Regions from separate parts of the Ovis aries genome. Here region 2 is linked to region 1. Evidence: chromatin contacts called from public Hi-C data. All regions are on one chromosome and are shown on one strand. The core of a region is the stretch at or near the end of the contact, and the rest is flanking DNA. Distances in the headings are between cores, read along the strand shown. Region 1 holds the start of NCF4 (neutrophil cytosolic factor 4). Region 2 overlaps CSF2RB (colony stimulating factor 2 receptor subunit beta).

The links. Hi-C and Micro-C count contacts between places; a contact is called where the count stands out from the background.
Region 2: a contact with region 1 is called in a Hi-C map of liver, with 5 times the contacts expected there. The contact joins the enhancer-like site here to the promoter of NCF4 in region 1. A contact is called at or near these places in 9 of 16 Hi-C or Micro-C datasets (blood, hypothalamus, liver and 3 more).

The regions. Positions count from the first base shown.
Region 1 is chr3:180,888,939-180,896,080 of ARS-UI_Ramb_v3.0, forward strand. NCF4 (neutrophil cytosolic factor 4) reads left to right here and starts at 3,661. Exons shown (of 10, transcript XM_042247241.2): 1 at 3,661-3,818. The coding sequence starts at 3,787.
Region 2 is chr3:180,979,225-180,986,693 of ARS-UI_Ramb_v3.0, forward strand. It overlaps CSF2RB (colony stimulating factor 2 receptor subunit beta), which reads left to right. Exons shown (of 14, transcript XM_042247245.1): 4 at 2,523-2,713; 5 at 3,352-3,503; 6 at 3,586-3,754; 7 at 4,289-4,424; 8 at 4,575-4,729; 9 at 6,344-6,483; 10 at 7,436-7,469. Among named protein-coding and RNA genes, the nearest start is that of CSF2RB, 14 kb to the left of the region's middle. Within about 2 kb of position 3,012, at least 3 of the 54 cell types and tissues checked have an H3K27ac peak or open chromatin away from gene starts, as enhancers often do. A contact at or near this core is called in liver, where this site is marked.

The sequences.
Region 1 (7,142 bases), core at 2,411-4,910:
CATAAGGGTGGTGTCATCTGCATATCTGAGGTTATTGATATTTCTCCCAGCAATCTTGATTCCAGCTTGTGCTTCTTCCAGTCCAGCGTTACTCATGATGTACTCTGCATATAAGTTAAATAAGCAGGGTGACAATATACAGCCTTGACGGACTCCTTTTCCTATTTGGAACCAGTCTGTTGTTCCATGTCCAGTTCTAACTGTTGCTTCCTGACCTGCATACAGGTTTCTCAAGAGACAGGTCAGGTGGTCTGGTATTCCCATCTCTTTCAGAATTTTTCACACTGCTGTATATAAATCAGTTCAAGAACAAAGACCTACTGTATAACACAGGAAACTGTATTCAATACCTTGTAATAATCTATATTGCAAAAAGCTTGAAAAAGAATACATATATATGGATATTTACATATATATATATAATATATCTGGATAACTTTCTATACCAGAAACTAGCACAATATTGTAAATAAATTATGCTTCAATAATAAATAAATATATTCTCTCAAACTTACAATGTCACTACTGTACATATTGCATATTCTTAATATGTATACAATATAAATACCCTCACACTTGTCTACACAGACTCATATATGTTTATAAACACGTTTATATATATGTTTTCAACTAAGCGCATATGATGATACAATCACATGCCAATGCTGGGTCATACTTTCTCGCTAAAATGATTGTCACTTCTGTTTTTCCTGACCAGCTGCCGGCCAGTGTCCTCGTGGTCCCCAGCCACAGCTAGGTGCTTGCACCTCTTGGAACGCACAGACACCTGCCACACGTAACCCTGTCCTGTTGCTGCTCGTTTAGTTTCATCCTCCAGCTGGGGAACCCTGAGTCACCATGCCTGGGACAGAGTCATTGTCTGTATTATTTCTAGTTCTTTGGGTGTGAATTCTCCGGTACGCTGAGTCTATAAGCTACTTTTCATAGTGGAGAGGTTCTTTCCACAATTTGCAATTTTGGTCTGTGAGTCTACAGGGAAGTTCTGTTATTGCCTTGCAAGCTCATGGCATCCAAAGTATTTTGATGTTAATGCTTCAGCTTGGGATGTCTCTACTGCGTGGGTAGCTTAGATCTGGGTCTGACACCAGTGCACATTTTAGGTTTGAGGCTCTGAACTTGTATATGTATCTCTCATTTTGCCCATGTCCTGGGAGAGCATCTCAACTCCTACAGTGATCCCAGGCTGATGTTCTATTCCTTTAATCAGTTCTGACACCCAGCTTCAAACTGGGAGTGCAGATTTCATTTCCTGCCAGCAGAGCAGGACTTAAAGCCTGAACCTAGTCTCAGACTGGTGGCTAGTCCCTGATGGCTCAGACAGTAAAGAATCTGCCTGCAATGCAGAACTGGGTTTGATGCCTGAATTGGGAAAAACTCCTGGAGAAGCAAATGGCAACCCACTCCAGGATTTTTGCTTGGAGAATTTCATGGCCAGAGGAGCCTGGCAGGCTATAGTCCATGGGGTCACAAAGAGTCGGACACAACTGAGTGACTAACACTTTCACACTTTCAGTCCTCAATTAGGCATTAAGATCTTAGCCCTATGAGCCCATTTCTACCCATGGTTTTCCCACTGGGTGTGGGGTGCCTCTCACTGGTATAGGTTCCCTTTTCTTAGAATCTGAAAATTAGACTTTCTTGCTTTTGAGCTCAACTTGATATGTTTAAAACACTTAAAAATATATTGTCTTGCAGCTTTTATATGCCTGGAGTAGGATGGGAAATTTTGACTTGTGTTCACCCTGCCATGTTTATCTCTGTATTCCAAATGCCCTGCTTGATAAATAGTTGATTGGGTACATCCCTCCGTTTTTCTCCTTTCTTGTCTTCTCTTCTGTCTGCCAATGTTGTTCCTGCTTCCCAAGGAGTCCATAAAGAATCTTGGTTTCTGAAGAGCCCTTGACCCTGGCCAGGCTGCAGGAAGGGAGGCAGATCCTCACTGGGTCAAGGCTGTAGTGCTGGGCCCAGAGCATATTGTCTCCTGGGGATTTGGGCTCTGCCCTGAACTCTATTTGGGGCAGAAGGTCCCTTGAGGTGGCTGGGTAGAGTGGGGACGAGGTTCACAGGAAGGGCTTGAGGCTTCCAGCTGCCCTTCATTTGTAAGCCAGACAGCCCTTGGGATCCTAGAATGACTCTTCTCCCCAGTCTCTGTGTCTGGAAAACAACAAAAGAACTACAGTGGGAGATCCTGATTCCAGGCTCCACCGGGCTGGCTCTGTCCCTGCAGAGCCTCGTCCAGCCCTGTGGGTCCTAATTCAGCTTGGGTTTGGGACAGAGGGCCAGAAGGGCCCATTCTGTGATGCCAGAAGGCATGTCTTCCCCATCATCCATATCCTCTTGCTGCTGCTTGCTACTTTGCATCTATGATGCATGAGTGAATGTGAATGTGAGTGTGTGTGTGTGTGTGTGTGTGTATGTTTGTGTGTGTGTGACAAGTGTGTGTGGCTCTCTTGGGAGAGCTCCCTTCAGAATTCTATAGCCATACAAATTAGAGGGGCCAGAAAATCATGTTAATTCCCTGAATATTGGGTGAGCACTTGCAACGTGCTAGGCACTGCACTCGCTGGGAAGACAGTTGTCAGACATATAAAAATACAAACAAATATGGAGTTACAATAGTTCTCAATGCTCTAAAGCAAAAGTACAGGGATCTGAGAGAGAACAGCCGAGAGAGGGTGACATATTTAGAGTTCAGGTTCCTGGAAGGTCTCCCGGAAGACGTGACCTCCAAGAAGAGCCCTAAAGGAGACAGGGAAGAGCATTCCAGCAGAAACAGCCTGCATGAAGGCTAAGAGGGGAAGACATCTTGGAACATTCTAGAAATGGACTAGAGGCCAGTGTGCGAAGGAAACAGCCCGGGAGAGGGGGCTGGGGAAGCCAGTAGGTTATTCAGAACTTTGGAGGCAGACAGGACTAGAAGTGTGGACTTTCTCCTAGAGCAGGTGAAGCAGTTAAAGTTTAAGCAGGGAAGAGTGTGCTCAGATTTGTAATGTGACGCTCACTCTGGTTGGCAGCCCTGTGGGGAGAAATGGCTGTGCCAGGCTCAAGTAGGCTTGGGGATCTAGGCACGAGAGAAGCACAGACCAGAATTCCAGGAAAGGGAGAATAGAGAAGGATAAACCAACCCTCACATTCTAATATGACACAAGTGCCTGTGAGCACTAACTTTGTTGGGGGCACCAGGAAGGCTTCCTGGAAGAAGTGGCATCTGAGAGAGGACTTTGGGAAGGAAGGTGAGGTGGAGGCCCGCACTCCCAGCCTAGGGAATAGGTTGGGTAAAGTCTCAACAGTGAGGGGGTGCAGGCTGGGTGTGATGAGTCAGTGGATGTGAAGTAACTCCCCAAGGATATAAGTCCCCTGTGGTGGCTGAGTCAACACTGAGGCCCAGTCTCTGATGGAGAGCAGGTCTCTGATACCCAGCCAAGATCTGGCACCAAGAACTGACATCGAGGAAGTCCCCAATGCCCCCCCACCTCAGTCAATGTATCCCACACACCCAGTGTCAGAGAGTGTGTACTTCCCCAGTTGTGGTACATCTGCAAAGTGGGGAAGAGGAAGTATGGGCCACAGGCCAGCCCCAGAGGGCCTGGAGGAGGAGCCTCTTCTAGAGCCGAAAGAGGCTTGGCTGGGGGCCTCCCCAGAGGCAGCTCCTGGGGACTCCTGGGACCACAGCCGAGACGAGGCTAGCTGGAGGGAAGTGAGAGGTGACCTCGGCCTGGGCCCGGTCGTGAGACCCTCCGCCACCCCTGCCCTGGACGGACAGCCATGGCCAGGGCGCAGCAGCTTCGGGCTGAGAGGTGAGTGCAGGGGTGCTGCCCGCCCGGGGATCCTCACTGTTCCCGGCAGGCCTTGCAGGGCAGAGGCCCACTCTCCTGCAGCCGCTCATCAATGTCAAAAGTTGAGAGGCTGGAGTTGAGTCAGACCCCAAATACTCAGAAATATACTCTGAGAACTTCTTAAAGGAAACTCCTAGCAGTGGCTCACTTCCCTCAGGCACGGATGAAGACACTGAGGCTCAGAGAGGGGGAGTGACTTTCCCAGGGTCACGCAGAAGTGGGTGGTGGAGTCTGAACGGGAACTCAGGTGTCTGGGGCCCAGGCTGGGCCTCGCTACTCCACACTACTCAATAATGGGTTTTCATCTTCTGTTCAGATGGAGGCACAGAATCTGGCTGTTTTCCAGGGCTTGGCTCAGATGTCAACTCCTTCAAGAAACCTTCCTTAACAGACCCCTCCAAACACTTGCCCTGTTTCCTTCTTCTGTGTAGTCCTTACTTCTCTGGCACAATAGTCTATACACACTCATCTGTTTTCTTTGTCGCTGGCTCTGCAGTTAGAAGGAAGTCCCGTAGGGTATTTATCTCTTTTGATCATTGCTATATCCCAGGTCCGTCTAGTCAAAACTATGGTTTTTTCAGTAGTCATGCACAGATTTAAGAGCTGGACCGTAAAAAGTGCTGAGTGCTGAAGAATTGATGCTTTTTCATTGTGGTGCTCAGAAGACTCTCTTGGGAGTCCCTTGGACAGCAAGGAGATCAAAACAGTCAATCCTAGAGGAAATCAACCCTAAATATTCACTAGAAGGACTGATGCTGAAGCTGAATCCACTATTTTGGCCATCTAATGCGAAGAGCTGACTGGAAAAGCCCCTGATGCAGGGAAAAATTAAGGGCAGGAGAAGAAAGGAGTGACAGAGGATGAGATGGTTCAATAGCATCACCGACTCAATGGACATGAACTAGAGCAAACTCTGGGAGATAGTGGAGGACAGGGCAGTCTGGTGTGCTGCAGTCCATGGGGTCACAAAGAGTCGACATGACTTAGGAAGTGAACAGCAAATATCCCAGGATTTGAACAATGCCAGTACTAAGTGCTTAGTAAATGCTGCTGAGTGAGTGAGTGAATGAATGAATAACAGATGGATGGATGGATCTTTGAGCTGGAAAATGTCTTTAGATCATTCTGGACCAATCCTGTCATTGTATGGATGAGAAAACTGAGCCCCAAGGAGAATAAAATATTCACTCAGGGTCACATGGAGTGAGTGGCAAGGCTGGGGCTCCGAGCATAGCCTTGCCAGGGCCTCGCCTCGTTTCTCAGGAGTCAGTCTCTGAGTTTCCTCGGTAGGTCAGCCTGTGCTCTGAGCTGTGAGGGGACCTGAGGACATAGGGCTTGGTTCCTGCCTTTCTGGATCAGAGCCGCAGATGACATCAGAAAGAGTGTGGTAAAAGCACGGAAGTGGCTCAGAGGGTCACCGGAGACGGGTCAGGCTGGTCTGGCCAAAGTGGGCAGCAGAGGGCCCCTGGTGGACTCTGCAGCTAGAAGTGGGGGCCGGGATGGAATTCCTGAATGTCAAATGTCAGAAGGAAGGTATGTGCAGGCACACACAGCCCTCTGTGTTGCAGGAGGGGTATCAAATGCAAATGCTTGGAGGGTGATTCAGGAACGCCCTTCCAGGGATTTTCCTAGCAGTTCAGTGCTTAAGACTCTGTACTTCCACTGCAGGGTGTATGGGTTTGATCTCTGCTCAGAGATCTAAGATCCCACAGCCAAAAAAAGAAAAAGAATGGTCTTCCAGAGACACAGAGGGTGGTGCTGGGGGCTGGGGTGAGGTTCAGGGAGGCAGGAACCAAGCCCTGTGTCCTCAGGTCCCCCCACAGATTCCAGCTCTTCCAGCCCCCAAGTCCTCAGTGGAGACTGGGCGTGGCATGTAAACCTGAACCTTCAGGAAATACCTGCTGTTTGAGGCTGGTGGCACCTCCTGTTTCTCAGGGCATGTAGGTCAGAGAGATGATGCCCAGAGCAGACCCCTCTCTCCTAGTCCTGGCCCCCTCTAAGCTGTGCTTGCCCCTTTATGGAGGAAGGGCGCCCTTCCCCCCTCTTTCATGGGGCTACGGAGCCATGCCTGGGGTCTCTCAGTCTCCCTTCACCTGGATGCCTATTTAAACGTGAGGTCTGGATGCCTGAGGCCGAAGTGGAGGATGTAATGCGAGGGCAGCAGATTTCCGGTAGGACTTTCAAAGGCCTGAGGCACCTGAAGGTGGAAAGGACCGCTGTGGAGGCATTGAGTGTGCTTTCCACAAGCATGTTTTGAGCGCCTACTGTGTGTAGGAGGCAGGAACCCTGAACTAGCTGCTTCCCCAGGGTCTTTCCACCCGTCACCCAGCCCCTCCTGTCCAGGCCTCCCACATGGACTTTTCATGAACAATATCAGTCTATGGGCCCTGAGTGGACTTCAGTTCAGAGGGGTTCTGGCTGAGGTCTCCAGGGGGCAACTCTTCTAGGGGGACTTGCTGCCCATTTTTTTTGCACCCCTGCTTTTGCCCAGTGCAACAACTTCTTGGTTCAGCTCTCTGGCCCCGCCCCGCAGGCAGCCAGGCTGTTCCCACGTGGCCCATAGTGGTTGCTTTTGTTGTTGTTTAGTTGCTAAGTCATGTCCGACTCTTTGCAACCCCGAGGACTGTAGTCCGTCAGGCTCCTCTGTCCACGGGATGTCAAGCAAGCATGCTGGAGTAGGTTGCCATTTCCTCCTCCAGCGGATCTTCCCAACCCAGGGATCTAACCCACGTCTCCCTTGTCTCCTTCAGGTCTCCTACGCTGCAGGTGAAGTCTTTACCACTGAGCCACAGTGTCAGCCCACAGTGGACTTGCTATAAAACAGACACAGGGAGTGGGCTTGCACCTGGGCTTGCACCTCCCTGAGCACCTACTATGTGCCAGTGCTGTCCTGGGCACTGGGGATATAGCTGTGAGCAGGGTCCCTGCTCCTGTGGGGCTTCTCCAGCTACGCTTGTTACAGATGTGACCTCCAAACCCTCCTGGGATATAAATACCTCCTTGGGCCCTGTCTCGGAGTGGTGGAGGGGTCAGAGTTCAGAGAGGAGTCTTCCCAAGTCTGCTGACCTTGGCAATATCAGAGCGAGAATTCAGGTCTTCATCTTTCACCTGTACCCTCCCCTCTGTGACACACAGGTCTCCCAACATAACGCTTCCTCGCCCCGCCACCCCAAGGCGGGGCACAAGCGCCCTTCATGAGCAGGCTCTGCTGGTCTCTCTGGCCTCATCCTTTGTAACTTGCCCCTTCTTGCATAGTTGAGGCCTCTGCACCCACTCTTTCTTTTG
Region 2 (7,469 bases), core at 1,762-4,261, 90 kb after region 1:
GAGTGAGGCAGGGCCCAGGGTTGGGGGGCAGTGAGGGGTGCTGCTGTGTGGGCAGTGCCAGAGGTTTGGGGCTGGACAGAAGGTAAGGATGGGAAACTCCTGCCCAGGAGCTCCTGACCCATCAGGCAGCCTGCTGGGCCCAGGGGCTTGTGTCTGATGTCCGGTTTGGGGGAAGAACCTCCAATGTTAATATTGTTGATGACGGTGATAATCTCTTATTTTGTCACAACTGAACAAAATCAATCGGCAGAAGTCAATTTTGGTTCATCCTCCTTATGAGGTTGGCAGGACAGGGACATGATGCCCAATTCACAGATGGAGAAACTGAGGCTGCAGAGGTGAGGTCTCTCCCCGTGGCCACACAGTGGGTTCAAGGCCTTAGCAGGACCAGTGTCCTGTGTCCAGCCTGCAAGGCTAAGCACCATGTCTCCCCCAGGCCCTGCTGCCTCTGGAGTGGGGGCTTCTCTTCTCGCCTCACCTAGTCTCCAGGGCATAGCCCATTTGGGAGGGTACTCCCACCATTCTGGGATCCAGTGATAGTCTAACTCACCATAATGGAAGTAATTAAACAGCAGGCATCACACAGGGTCTGGGGAGACCCCTGACGACCTCCCCTTGGAAGAAGGGCTTTCGCTCCACAGCATCATTGCCCCTACACTCTCTCCCCTGCTCTCCCCAGAGCCTCCATCCTCCTTGTCCACTGCCCCCATCCCCATCCTCAGCTGTGGCCTGCCTCCTCCTGCACTGGGACACCAGAAGAGAAGCTTCCCAGCACCTCCCCCTGCCGTGGCCTTCCACCTCCCTGGATATTCCCTGCAGTGATGGCCTGTCCCAGGCCTGTCTGAGGCCAGAGCCGGGGTCCCAGTTGGTCTTGCTGCTCAAGGACATCACTGCCATCCCAGTCTCCACTGTCCCCACGCTGTGGAGGGACACTGTCCCGGATCCACTTACAGATGCCAACCAGACTGCAGCTCAGGGCCTCGCGAGCCCAGTCTCCTAGCCCGGCTGTCCACTCTCTGCTTCCCTCTGAGGGAACCTCCTGTAAAGAGTGGTCTGGAGCCCTGTTTCCAGTGCCTCTCAGGTGCTTCCTCCAGAGCCCACTCTCCCAGGACTCTGCTGCCCCCAGCAGGCCATTTAACCTGCTCCTGCTGGAGTCAGTGATGACCATGTGGTGAAAATCAGTGGTTAGTCCTGGCCTTCTCCCCACACACCCGCAGGCAGCACCTGACAAGGACCTAAGCACAAGGCACCATGGCACCTCCCTCCCTGACCCTGGCCAGCACCCGGGCCCTTCCCCACGTCCCCCTGGCCTGCCCTTTTCTGTCTCCTAGTCTGTTCCCTACTCTGAAGGGGACGAGGTCCCAGGGCTCTTGGACCTCCCTTTTCTTGCATCTGGATCCAGTGGCAGAGATCCAGCCCCAGACTATGGTTCTGACCCAGACATGCTCTCTCCAGCCTGGACCTTTCCCCAAGTTCCAGAACCACAGGTGCACTTGCCTGTCCACATTGTCCCTTATAGTCTTTAACTTCAAGTGTCCTAAACAAGTTCCTGCTCTGCCTCCCAAAGACAGCCCCTTTGCTAGATTCCCATCTCAGCTCACCAAAGGGGAGCTTCCAGGGGCTCAAGCCAGACAAATGGGGGCAGTCTTTTATTTTTTGCATTCCAGTCTCCTTTCCCTCCTTTCCTTCTTCACCGCAACGTCCAATCCATCAGCAAATGTGATCTACTTCATCTTCAAATAGAAAGTGAATCTGGCTAACACCTGATTCAGACCACTTCTTATCACTGAGATAGTCCAGAAGCCTCCTAACTTGTCCCTCTGCTTCCAGTATTGCCGCCCCCAACCCCCAGCAACCCAAGTCAATCTATCCACAGCTCAGCAGCCACAGAAATCCTTTCAAAATGTGTGTCAAAACAGCACTCCTTTGCTCATAACTCTCAATTTTCCTCACTTCCAGTGAATTCAAAATTCCTTACGTTCCTTTTAAGCACTGACCTTCTGTAACCTCACTCTGCTAGGCTCCTGGACCTCCCACCCTCACATCTCTACTCTGCATGCACTGTTAATTGCCTAGTCACACAACATCCCAAACCTATGCCTACCCCAGGACCTTTGCACTTGCTGTTCCTTTTCCTTGAAATCCTCTTTCCCCAGATTTGGCATGGTTCCCTCCCTGATCTTCAAGTTTCTGCTCAGATGTCACCTTCTCCAAGAGGTCTTCCCTGCCTCTTTTACTTCAAATTGTATCCCCAGGCCAGCCCTTCTGACCTGCTCACACCCCTTTCCTTCCTGACTTGTCTATGTACGCTTTTCTCCATTTGACATGTGACATCATTCTTTCATTGCTTTGTGTATGTCTGCCTCTATTAGGACGTCTGCACTGTAGACAGGGATTTGCATGTGTTTTGTTTCCTGCCAGGCTCCCTGGTACTAAACAAAGCCTTACACGTAGGAACCACCCGTTAATATTTGTGAGTGAGTGATTCTTCTCTCTCGGCTAACCTTATCCTCTCCTGGCAGGGACCATCCACAGCGAGTGTCCTGCAATCTTAGTGACGACAAGCCCTGGTTAAACAGCCCTTGTCCTGGCTGTGTACCCAGAAAATGTGTTATTCCTTACCGAAACTTTGTCCTTGCCGACTATGACTACTTCTCATTCCAACCGGACCAGCCTCTGGTCACTGAGCTCACCGTTAATCTGAGTCAGCATGGTAAGGCCTGGGGTCCCTGGCCAAGCGTAGTCCCCTGTGAGGACAGAGAACCCTGGAGTGTCCACAAGTGCCTGGCCTACTTGGGGAGGCAGATGTGGAAACATCTAATCCTCCAGGGTTGTAAGGACCATACAAAGGGTGTGGTGGGCCAGGAAAAGGAACAAGGGATTCTGCCTTGGGGAGAGGACCCAAGAAGTTTCCAGAGAAGGATACACATCTGCTGGGTACTGAGAGGTGCAGGATGACCCTGGGCAGAGGAACTAGTTAAGTGTGGCCTGAAGAGGGAGTTACAGGAGTCACAGTGCCCTCTGCTGGTGGCCACGCAGGCCACCTCATGGACCGTGGGGACAGAAGGAAGCTAGCTCCCTCTGGAGTTTAATTTGAGCACCTTTTATGGAGTTTATGTTCTGAGGCCTAGGAATCTGCACAGCTTCATTCATTTTCACGCTGAATCCCCACGATTTAGCAGAAGGCAGTCTGAGGTCCATGGAGAAGAGGGGTCTGTCCAAGGTCACTCAGCCAGTGGGAGCAGTGCCTGGCCTGGGACCCAGGCCTATCCACACATGGGCCACAGAGGACCTTCACCTCCCGCACAGTCATCCAGCCCCTTAGGGACCCTTTCCTTCCTGTCCCTCCAGTGCAGCCCCCCACACCCAAGGACCTCAGCGTCACGACTACCGGGGAGAGTCTCCTGCTGTCCTGGAGGATAGCCCATGAGGGTTTCCAGAGCCACTGGCTATCCAGCCTGGAGTTTGAGGTGGCCTACAAGCGACTTCAGGACTCCTGGGAGGTAGGGAGCCCACCAACTGTGCCCCAAACCCACAGGTACGCGGCCTAGCCGGCCCTGCTCAAACAGCCCCTCTCCCCTCCAGGATGCCCACACCATCCACTCCACGTCCCCCCAGGCCATCTTGGAGCTAAAGTACCTCCTGCCCAGCAGCACCTACGTGGCCCGAGTGTGCACCAGGCTGGCCCCAGGCTCGGGGCTCTCAGGACGACCCAGCCAGTGGAGCCAGGAGGTTTCCTGGAACTCCCAGCCAGGTGACAGAGTTGGGACAATGCTCCCTTTGGAGAGGGGAGCTCATTACAGCTCCAGGACAGGAGTCCACTGTCCACACAAGAGGATCCTCGGGTGCTCTGTGTTCAGCGTGGCTTCCTTGGACCCACCCCATCCCTACTGTGACTCTGCAGAGGCAGAGGCTGCATCTGACTCACCCCCAGGCCCCAGTTTGCTGTCCACGTTCTGTGGAGGAATAATTACAATTTAATCACAATGGCATATGGGCAGCTGTGTTTTCATGAGGGCTGCACGACATGTGGACACACCAACACGACGGTGTTATTTAATAAATCCCCAAACCCCGAGGCTGAGAGGTCCTCCCCACTTTGCACAGGGGTGTGAAGTTTCACAGAATTCACCCTCTGACCTGAGGTCACACGGCTGGCAGGTCAGGCTGAGTTTAACCCCTGATGTTTTTAGCCCCACAATCTCTCTGTGACGAGTCTCATGCTGAGCCCACTGAAGGCTAGGAATGAACGAATGAGGACTGAAGGAGGGTTTGTTCTCCCTCCCAGGGGATAAGGCCCAGCCTCAGAACCTCCAGTGCTTCTTTGACGGGGCCGCCCTGCTTACTTGCACCTGGGAAGTGAGGTCCGAGGTAACCCGCTCTGTCTCCTTCACCCTCTTCTACAAGACCGGCCCTGATGCACGGTGAGTGTTCCCTGCCTCTGTCCCCTCCCCTCCTCTAAGCCTCACCCTCTCCAGGCCTCCTCCTGCCCCTGGAGCCCACCAGAAGCCCTGCGGTCTCACCCCTCACATAGCCCTGCCTCCCCCTGCCCTGACCTCTGCCGTGATCCTCAGGGAGGAAGAATGTTCTCCTGTGCAGAAGGAGACTGGCAGTCCCTACATCCGGCACCGATGCCAGATTCCTGTGCCTGACCCCAGGAACTACAGCCAGTACATCGTCTCTGTTCGACCAAAGATGGAAGAGAAACTTATAAAGAGCTCAGACAACAGTGAGTTTGCCCCTAGCCTTCTGTGTGGAGCATCTCCCAACAGCACTGTTCCGTTCCTCATGGTCCAGACTTCATGTGTGTCAATTTCAATGAAATACCCCAGGGAGCCAGATGGAACAAAAATGATTCCAGTCTATCCTGGAAGTTCTCAAGAAGCAATAATGCAACAATGACAAATAACATGAAGGAAGATGCAACTGATATTCCTCAAGAATATCAGTATTAAAACACCTTTGATCTCAGTCTTTTAGCTCTATCTGCCCTGGTGGCTCAGATGGTAAAGAATCTGCCTGCAAAGCAGGAAACCCCGGTTCAGTCCCTGTGTTGGGAAGATGCTCCGGAGAATGGAATGGCTACTAACTCCAGTGTTCTTGCCAGGAGAATTCCATGGACAGAGAAGCCTGGTGGGCTATAGTCCATGGGGTCACAAAGAGTCAGACACGACTGAGCTACTAACACTTTCACTTTATTTTCCCCTCCAACTCCTCAGTTGCTCAAAAGTTCCTACTTCTGCCCATGACCTCCTGGTCTTCCCACCGATTTTTCCTTTTCTTTCCCAGATTGGATTTTTCTTTTTTAAGTTTCCAAAGTCCTCCCCAGATTGATATTTTCAGAGTTAATAATAATTCATCTGTGATTTCATCTGTGATTTACTTCTTATGTTGGGTACTGATGCTGCTAAGTCACTTCAGTCATGTCCAACTCTGTGCGACCTCATAGACGGCAGCCTGCCAGGCTCCCCCGTCCCTAGGATTCTCTAGGCAAGAACACTGGAGTGGGTTGCCATTTCCTTCTCCAATGCATGAAAGTGAAAGGTGAAAGTGAAGTCACTCAGTCGTGTCCAACCCTCAGCGACCCCATGGACTGCAGCCTTCCAGGCTCCTCCGTCCCTGGGATTTTCCAGGCAAGAGTACTGGAGTGGGCTGCCATACCAGGGGGTATGCAAATGGACTGTGGTTCCTTGCAGGCTAAGCTCCCCAGTTCCTGTTACATAGCGAGGACCTCATGCAGAGGAAACTCCTGCATTGTTTCTCAATAATCAAGTTCTTCTTCCCAATCTCTAGTGTGTGTCAGGGACAGCAGCTGATTTGTCTTAGTTACCTGGGTTTAAATCTGCTACTTATTGTTTGGGATCTTCCATGCAATCTTTGTCTCTACCACTTGATAGCTGCCTGTCCTTGGAAAGTTACCTAATCATTGTGGGGCTCAATTGTCTGAAAAGTGGACAGATTCAGAGTACTTACTACATCCAGTTGTTATAACTGAGTGAAATTATTCATATAAATTTAGCATGTATAATAATGCTTAGAACAGTGTCAATACTCTAGGTTAGAATACATAAACAGTACATTTATTTCTATTTAAATACTAGGGGTAACCCATACTTTTGGTCACCTCACCACAAAACAAGTGTATGTTAACATCTCCCAAGAGAAGGGCATTTCAGGTCAAAATAGATGACATGGTGAAACCGGGGTGCAAAGACCCTAAGATGGGTGGGATCTGGGGTCCTGGGTTAATGGAGAGAGCACCTATGATGAGCACGGAACACAAGAAATGTTCCACTGGAGGAATATTAGAAACAATAGGCCTTAAAAGTTTTCCTCCCTCCAGTCCAGATGGCTCCCCCAACCCTCAACGTGACCAAGGGCAGAGATGGCTACATCCTGCACTGGAAAGAAGAAAAAATGAGCTACTCACACATAGCTTGCATCTTCCAGGTCCAGTACAAGAAAGAAGGAGCCTCATGGGAGGTGAGAGCCTGTGCCCAGGGAGGGGCCTGGAGGGGAGGAAAGGGCAGTGAGACAACACTTGGGAAAATGTCACCTGCCGGATGCCTGGCTCCCAGCACATGACCAGCCTCACAGAGCCACTGGGACTTGGCGGTCACTCCAATGAGCAGTCTCATTGTCTCTTCCTTTGGTGAAGGAACTGAGACTCACAGAGATGATGTGAACTTGGCCAAAATGTACACATGACCCTGAGTTGCAAAGGGGGCATAGACATCAGGAGGGGGAGAGCTGAGAGGCAGCTGGAGGATGGGTTTTCAAAAGTCACAATAAGGGGACACTTCTTCATAAGAATCTCATCCAGGATGCAAATGTGCAGTTGCTAAGAGCAGAGCAGCTCCTGGGGAGGCCAGCAGGGCCTCAGCCCAGGGCTCAGTATCTTGCCCCGGCCCTCAGGCAGCCACTGGGGCCTGTGGACAGAACCTGGGACTCCACAGAGGGCAGACCAGAAACCTCAGAGCCAGCCCCAGAATTTTCGGCTAGAAATGGGGAAACTGAAGCCAGGAGGAAGTGGGTTAGTGGTGGAGCTGGGAGTGGTCCTTGGGCTCCTGAACATCTGTTTTATGGTCCAGGTTTCGGTCACCCTGCACCACACTCCAAGGGAGACCATATCTGGGGTTCAGGCTGCCCCAAGGTGAGCTGGGAGGGTGAGCGGGGCATGATGGCTCCTCAGGGTTTCTGCACCCCGATGTTGTCATGTGTGCCAGGAGTTCAGTACAAGAGGTGCTCCCTGGTCCTGTCCCTCTGGAGTGCAGTCCTCCGTGGTGAGAGTGATGCTGCTCAGATCTGCGGATGTGACTGCAAGCTGGAAACTGATGGGTAGCAGGAAGGTTGGGGTGCTGAGGTGGGAGGGTTTCGTAGCTGTGCCCACGCACCCCAGACCTCAAGACTCCTGCTCACACACCTGCCCCTGCAGGACACCAAGACAGAGGACTTCCAGAATGCCCACA